2 separate regions of the Rattus norvegicus genome follow, and region 2 is linked to region 1. Evidence: chromatin contacts called from public Hi-C data. All regions are on one chromosome and are shown on one strand. Each heading gives the region's core, a stretch centred on a gene start, on an enhancer-like site or on the middle of the called end of the contact. The rest is flanking DNA. Distances are from core to core; before and after follow the strand shown.

Evidence for each region. A called contact is a pair of places that touch in the nucleus more often than the background predicts.
Region 2: a Hi-C map of hepatocytes shows a contact between it and region 1, with 2.3 times the contacts expected there. The contact joins the promoter of Rhobtb1 here to the enhancer-like site in region 1. A contact is called at or near these places in 3 of 12 Hi-C or Micro-C datasets (hepatocytes, kidney and liver).

Annotation. Positions count from the first base shown.
Region 1 is chr20:19,328,076-19,331,048 of GRCr8, reverse strand. It overlaps Rhobtb1 (Rho-related BTB domain containing 1), which reads left to right. Exons shown (of 11, transcript NM_001107622.2): 10 at 1,981-2,086; 11 at 2,564-2,973. The coding sequence ends at 2,733. Among named protein-coding and RNA genes, the nearest start is that of Cdk1, 64 kb to the right of the region's middle. Within about 2 kb of position 1,443, at least 5 of the 93 cell types and tissues checked have an H3K27ac peak or open chromatin away from gene starts, as enhancers often do. A contact at or near this core is called in hepatocytes and liver, where this site is marked.
Region 2 is chr20:19,400,512-19,403,484 of GRCr8, reverse strand. It overlaps Rhobtb1 (Rho-related BTB domain containing 1), which reads left to right and starts at 1,428. Exons shown (of 11, transcript NM_001107622.2): 1 at 1,428-2,169.

The DNA of each region.
Region 1 (2,973 bases), core at 194-2,693:
TTGTGCGCATGCTCATGCGTAAGTGCGTGCGTGCGTACAGACGCATACTGAGTGCGTGCGTACGTGCATTTTCTTTTCTGCCTGTGGAGTTTGGCTTCCTTTTCTCAGTGCTAAGTCTTAGGTCAGGGTGTTTAAATGGACATTTCCCAATCACAGAGGAGGAGGTGGCCCGAACTATAGCAGGTGTTGCTCAGTCCAGCCAAGTGTGGTCAAAGGTAATCGCTCCATTCATGGGGAGAAGGTAGGCTGGGACTTGGACCAGCCAAGTCCCTCTGGCTTGACACTTGACAAGTACTTGTTGCATGATCCCAAGTCCCTCAACTATCTCCAAGCAGCAGATTCCCAGCATTCAAAGGCGCGTGAGAGAAACAGACATAAACACAGATTCCGAAAGCCCGACCTAAAAACCCATTCAATGAGGGCCGATAATGCATTGCAGTAGAAACCCCCAAGGCTTCATCGGAACTAGCCGTCGAAAATTAGAAGTTGAAGGTCTTGGGACACCCCACCCCCACCCCCAGTTTAGGACTGGTTTCTCTCCATAAGTACGCTTCATAGAAGAAATTGAATAGGCCCAGAATGCCCTACTGGACCGTTCAACTGGGAGTAAAGATGTGACCTTCTGCCACCTTCCCTCCTGGCCCCTCCCCACCTGCCTTCCCACCCGTGCCAGGCTGTAGTGTGACTACTAAGCCCGGACAAACCCAGACAGGAAGTAAGCATGGTGTCTTTGTCTTAGCCTATCCTTTAGCCCCTAACCCAGAGAGGATTTCAGTTAGTGGAAACCCTGGTCTATTGCTGCAGTTGCTGACTCCCTGTGGCCCGTTTGGCCGCCAAAGACTGTCATGGAGCTCAAATCAAGGAAGCAAGTCATGCAGCCCGTTCCCTGAGCTATCGCAGATCCCCACCCAGTACCCCACTGCCCCAATCCTAAACTCGAGTCAAACTGAACACACAGAGAAGCTGGAAGGACCAGCCTCCAACCATCTTCAAGATTGGGTTTGTAGGTTCTTTCTCCCTGGAGTGGCTTTCACAGGGTGACTAGCCAAGCCTCAGAAGAACCATGCTGTCTTTCCCAAGTTCCTGATTAGCCCAAGAAACATACAGGATGCATGAAAGGGGCAAGGGTATCCTGCCAGATCTGAGAAGATATGGGGGGAATGGACAGTCTGGTTTGGGGACATCAGCTGTCACCTCCCCAGGCTCAGGAAAGCTGGGGAGCATTCAGATTCCCCCACCTTACCCAGATGGCCGTCCTTACACAAGCAGAGGGCAGGTACAGGACGGCCACTGCACGCTGCCTTCTCCTCTTTCCATCTTTGGCCCCAGCAAGCTGAGCTCTGACATGTGACACGGAGGATTCCATTGCTAAGGCTCTGTAAACAGAGATGACATCGTTTCCATCTGCTGCCGGCTGGTACCTTCCAGAGGGCATGCTTGTTCACCTATCGCCAGAGGGCCAAGGGGGCAGGCAGGGCAGGAGAGCCCGGCATACTCGAAAGTCTTCAGTGCGATATGGAGTTTGTTTTGGGGACCGTCTATCTCAGGAGGGAGCAAGGGGAGGGTACATGAACACTGTATATGGCTGACATCAGAGCCATAGTCCAAGTCAAAACCCTGAGGTCCAAACGAGTTTTCCTGTATTACAGACCTGTATCTCCCTCCACTCTCTCTTCCGCACTCATAATGCTCCTAGTTTCTTTGACTTAGTTTTTGTAACATTTATTGCCCATGCGCATGCGTGCGTGCGTCCCTGCGTGCATGTGTGTGCGTGCGCGCGCATGCGCGCATGCCATACCTTGCCTTTGGGAGTCAGCCGAATTGCAGGGGTCAGGCCTCTTCTTCCAATACAGGGTCCTAGAGATCAAACTCAGTTATCAGGTTTGGCAGCAAGCGCCTTGACCTGCTAAGCCATACCACTGGCCCATTGCCTTGCTTCAGCAAACAGAGACTGACCCCAATCTGGTCCCCTTCCTGCAGTTTCACAATGCCAACCAGCTAGCCGCCTGGTGTTTACATCACATCTGCACCAACTACAACAGCGTCTGTTCCAAGTTCCGCAAGGAAATCAAATCCAAGTCAGCAGGTAAGAGTGTGTGTGCAAGCTCCCTGCCACTCATCCCTTGCCCTTTCTAAATAAACCCTTGGGAGGGACCAGACTCGGTGGACACTGCATGGTCAGTTCCCTTTGAGTGTGCGGTAGTCACATATTCAAGTGACGGACCCAGAGAATTTGTGGTTGGGGGATCTCTTTGCAAGATGTCTTACAGAAGAGGGGAGTGGAATCAAGGGTACCCTGCCTCAGAGCATGCCAAAATGAGCCCCCCCCCTTATTTAGGGGTGCATAGCCAGGGTCAAGCTCCAACTCTGGAGAAAATCAAGTGGTTTGGGGTCTGCGTGCCCAGTATAGATCCTCCATGTTAGACTTCAGTGTCAGCATCTGTGGTGAGCCTTGTCAGCCATGTTGGGAGGTTTATGAGTAGCGTAAAGCAGGACTTAGCATCCCGGACAGTCTTTGGTCAGCAGGAATCACAGACAGTATTTCGCCCCTCCCTCCGTCCAGACAACCAGGAGTACTTTGAACGCCACCGCTGGCCCCCTGTGTGGTACCTTAAGGAGGAAGACCACTACCAGCGTGTGAAGAGGGAACGAGAGAAAGAGGACCTGGCGCTGAACAAGCACCATTCGAGGAGAAAGTGGTGTTTCTGGCATCCGTCCCCAGCCGTGGCCTGAGGAGGAGGGAGAGGGGACCGTCATCCGCTGAGGCCACCTCCACCGTTGACAGCTCTACTGTTAAAAACCAGCCTCCTTAGCCGTCCGCGCAGTTAGGGTTTGAGGCACTGGCTTTTCCACTCGTGTGCATTTATCTCCACCAGGATCAAAGAGAAAGCTTTGATGCCATCAACAGGGCATAAAAGGAAAACTGACTGACTTTCCTCTGAACCCTTCAGACCCATAATGTCCTCCCTTTTC
Region 2 (2,973 bases), core at 179-2,678, 72 kb before region 1:
CCATTCCCGCACTGCACTTGGGGCTACAATAAATATTTCTTAGTTACTAAGTTCCCATTTTCTTAGTTACTGTTCTGTTCCTCAGTGCCCGAGGTGGCTTAAAAAGAAGTGACTCGCAGTGAAGTAGCTAGCTAGAAACAACAGGGTTAATTAACTTTCCCTGATACATTCCTGAAAAGAATGTCTATTGATTCTTTCAACATGGTGTCCTTTTAAAACAGTTTGCCCCTTGCCAACCAAGCAAATGACCACTTACAGTCACGGATCCACCTTAAACTCCTCAGACCGCGGAATCTGACTTCTTGCTTCCTCCTCATGCTAGTATCAAAAGGTTATGGCCTTGATGATTCCGATTCCAACAACAACAGTACATTAAGGATTGCCTAAATCACCGCAGGCTGCCCGCACATTTTCTTATAAAAACATTTCATTTGCTTAGTCTGTTGGCGGTATAAACCTGCAAGGCCGAGGCTTTAGGAGTTCAAGGCCAGCCTTGGCAACATTGCGAGTTTGAGATCGGCCTTGACTACAGGAGACCTTGGATCTAGGGGAAGGGCAGGACATTACCGAAGGGACTAAAAATCATTCAGGGATTCTAGGGAGGAAGAGAAATCCATCTAAGAAAACCAAATGTGGTTTTCTGAAAAGGAGGAACCGAGGCGTTACTGTAAGAGGGTTTGTTTGCTATTCTCTCTTTAGGGGAGGCTTGAAGGATTACCCAAAGAAACCATCTTCACAGTAAAATATGGCTACCTTTCCCACCCTTTCGAGATCCTGCTGGGGTTTCAGAACTGATGGTGACCAAGGATACAGCGTGGCCATTTTTGTGTGCTTGGTGCTCAGCCTTTAGAAGAGTTTATAAACGTAACACGTCCCTAGCTGAAGGCATTCACACCCTAATCCGCCAGCTGTTGCAGGACTAGAGTGAGCGGATTACACCGCTGAGTCTAACAGGCAGTTGAGAAGGCGGACTGAAAGTTCCCTGCGGACAGGAGCCAAGTTAGTTGCGTCCCCTGTCACCTCCTTAAGCTTCGCCGAGATGCCAGAGCCAGACACCCTTAGGCACCTAGGCAGTTCTTATGCAGATCCGTGAAGAGTAGCCATGACTCTGCCCCCAGAACTGACAATGGCCTTGAAAGTCCACAATGTCCCCGAGAAGAGCTAGTTGGTTTTCCTTTCCAAGATTTCCTGCCGACCTGGGAGAGGCCAAAATCGGTTTCAGCTCTTCTCACCCCCAGCCTCTCTGAAACGGCTGATTTCGGGGTGGAAGGGGGGTGGGGAGAATCGGGGGCAGTAGGGCGTCCCCCCACCCGCCCCCTGCCGGGACCCCTCGAGCCCAGTGCAGGGGAAGGTGACCAGGAGGGGGAGAGCTAGCCCGCACGTGCAGCGCCCAGGGGAGGAGGCTGGGCCAGCGCAGCGCTTAGTCAGCAGCTGGGCTCGGTTTTGAAACAAAAGCCAATGTCCTCCCTCGGAGTCCGCGACCGGTCAGTTCCTAGGGGGAAGAAAGCTATGCTGCCCAGCCGGTTAGTGGCCCAACTTACTTTTCCTGAGCCCAGGATTGAGGGCCAGCGGATGTTCGGGAGTGGGTGGGATGCTGCGGGGAGGGGGCGCGGGACAGCTCGCACACACCCTGCCCTGCTCTGTTCTCCGCTTGGCCCAAGGCCGGATCCCCAGGATGCGGGACACACGCTGGTCCCAACCAAGCGCCCTGGAGCCCAGGCCCCTCCGGTGTGCGTGCAGCCGCGGCACCTTCGCCACCTCGCGTCCCACAGTTCAGACACACAAGGCCCTGGTTTCATGAATGAAATCCAATCGTGTGGTTATAAATAGCCGCCAAGGCTGCTCACGTCACGGTGGAGAGAGAGGGAGCGATCGGAGGCCGCCACCGCGTTGCTTGCTCCGTGCTGGGGCGCAGGGTTCCGCCCGGTGCCCCGCCTGGCGGGGGAAGGGGGCGGGAGGAGGGCAGGGCTGGCGGCAATAGCGACCTGGGGACGAGTCCCGTGGCCTGCGCCGGGACGCGGACGCGGCCGGGCGCGGCTGGGCCATGCTGCCTTTGTGCCACGCCGGGCGGGTGGCGCGCGGTGCGCAGGGTCCCGGCGTCCCCGCGAGCGCGCGCGGCGGGGGCCGCTGCTGAGCGGCGGAGGGAGCCGGGTCTCGCTCGGCTGCAGGGTAGGTGGCTGTGTCTTGCAGAGAGCCCCAGTGAACAGCGGAGCGCTCCACCAGCTCCCGGTCGCCCCGAGGGTGGCAGGTGGGGACCCTGGCCCAGGGGCTCCCCCTACCCCAGCCGACGTTTGCGGGAGTGAGCTGAAGGGATGCGGGGGACAGTCCCCTCACGGAGGAGTGAGCCAAAGAGATGTGGAGGAGCACCCGCCCCAGCCGCACCCCTAACTTGTAGCGGCTGAGAACACGTACAACAGGCACCTTAGCAGGCCGGCTGCACCAGGGCGGGTGCTGCCGCGCCCCCGGGAAAGGCGCCTTTTCCTCGAAGGACTCTGGTGGGGAATTCGGGACGCGAGAAGCGGGGGTGTTCTGATCCCTTGGGTGCTTACCCTGCCCCAAGCAGTGCCTTTGGGTCCACGATGACGCCCCTTGCCCTCCCCTCCCTTCCCCCCCAAGCCCTGTGTCTAGGGAGTCTGTTGTGAGTTGCTGTGCCAACAGTACACGCTACCTGTGAGGGGTTTGCACACACCTGAACTTATGTTTTCAGCTTCAGGTTACTAGGTTCATAGCCCAGGTGGTAGGGGGACATATGCAGAAGAGACCCACACTCACACCCACCCACCCCCCAAAAAAAGCAGAAGGAAGGCAGGATTGTGTAAAAGAAAAATACAACATTTGATCCCACTGTTGGCCGTGGGGTTCCCATCCCGTATCAAACTACTCAACGGAGGAGCAAAGTCAATATTTAGACTTGGACAAGCCAGAAAAGTTAGGAGGGAGCGCCAAGCACAAATTTCTGGGTTGGCTTTGCAA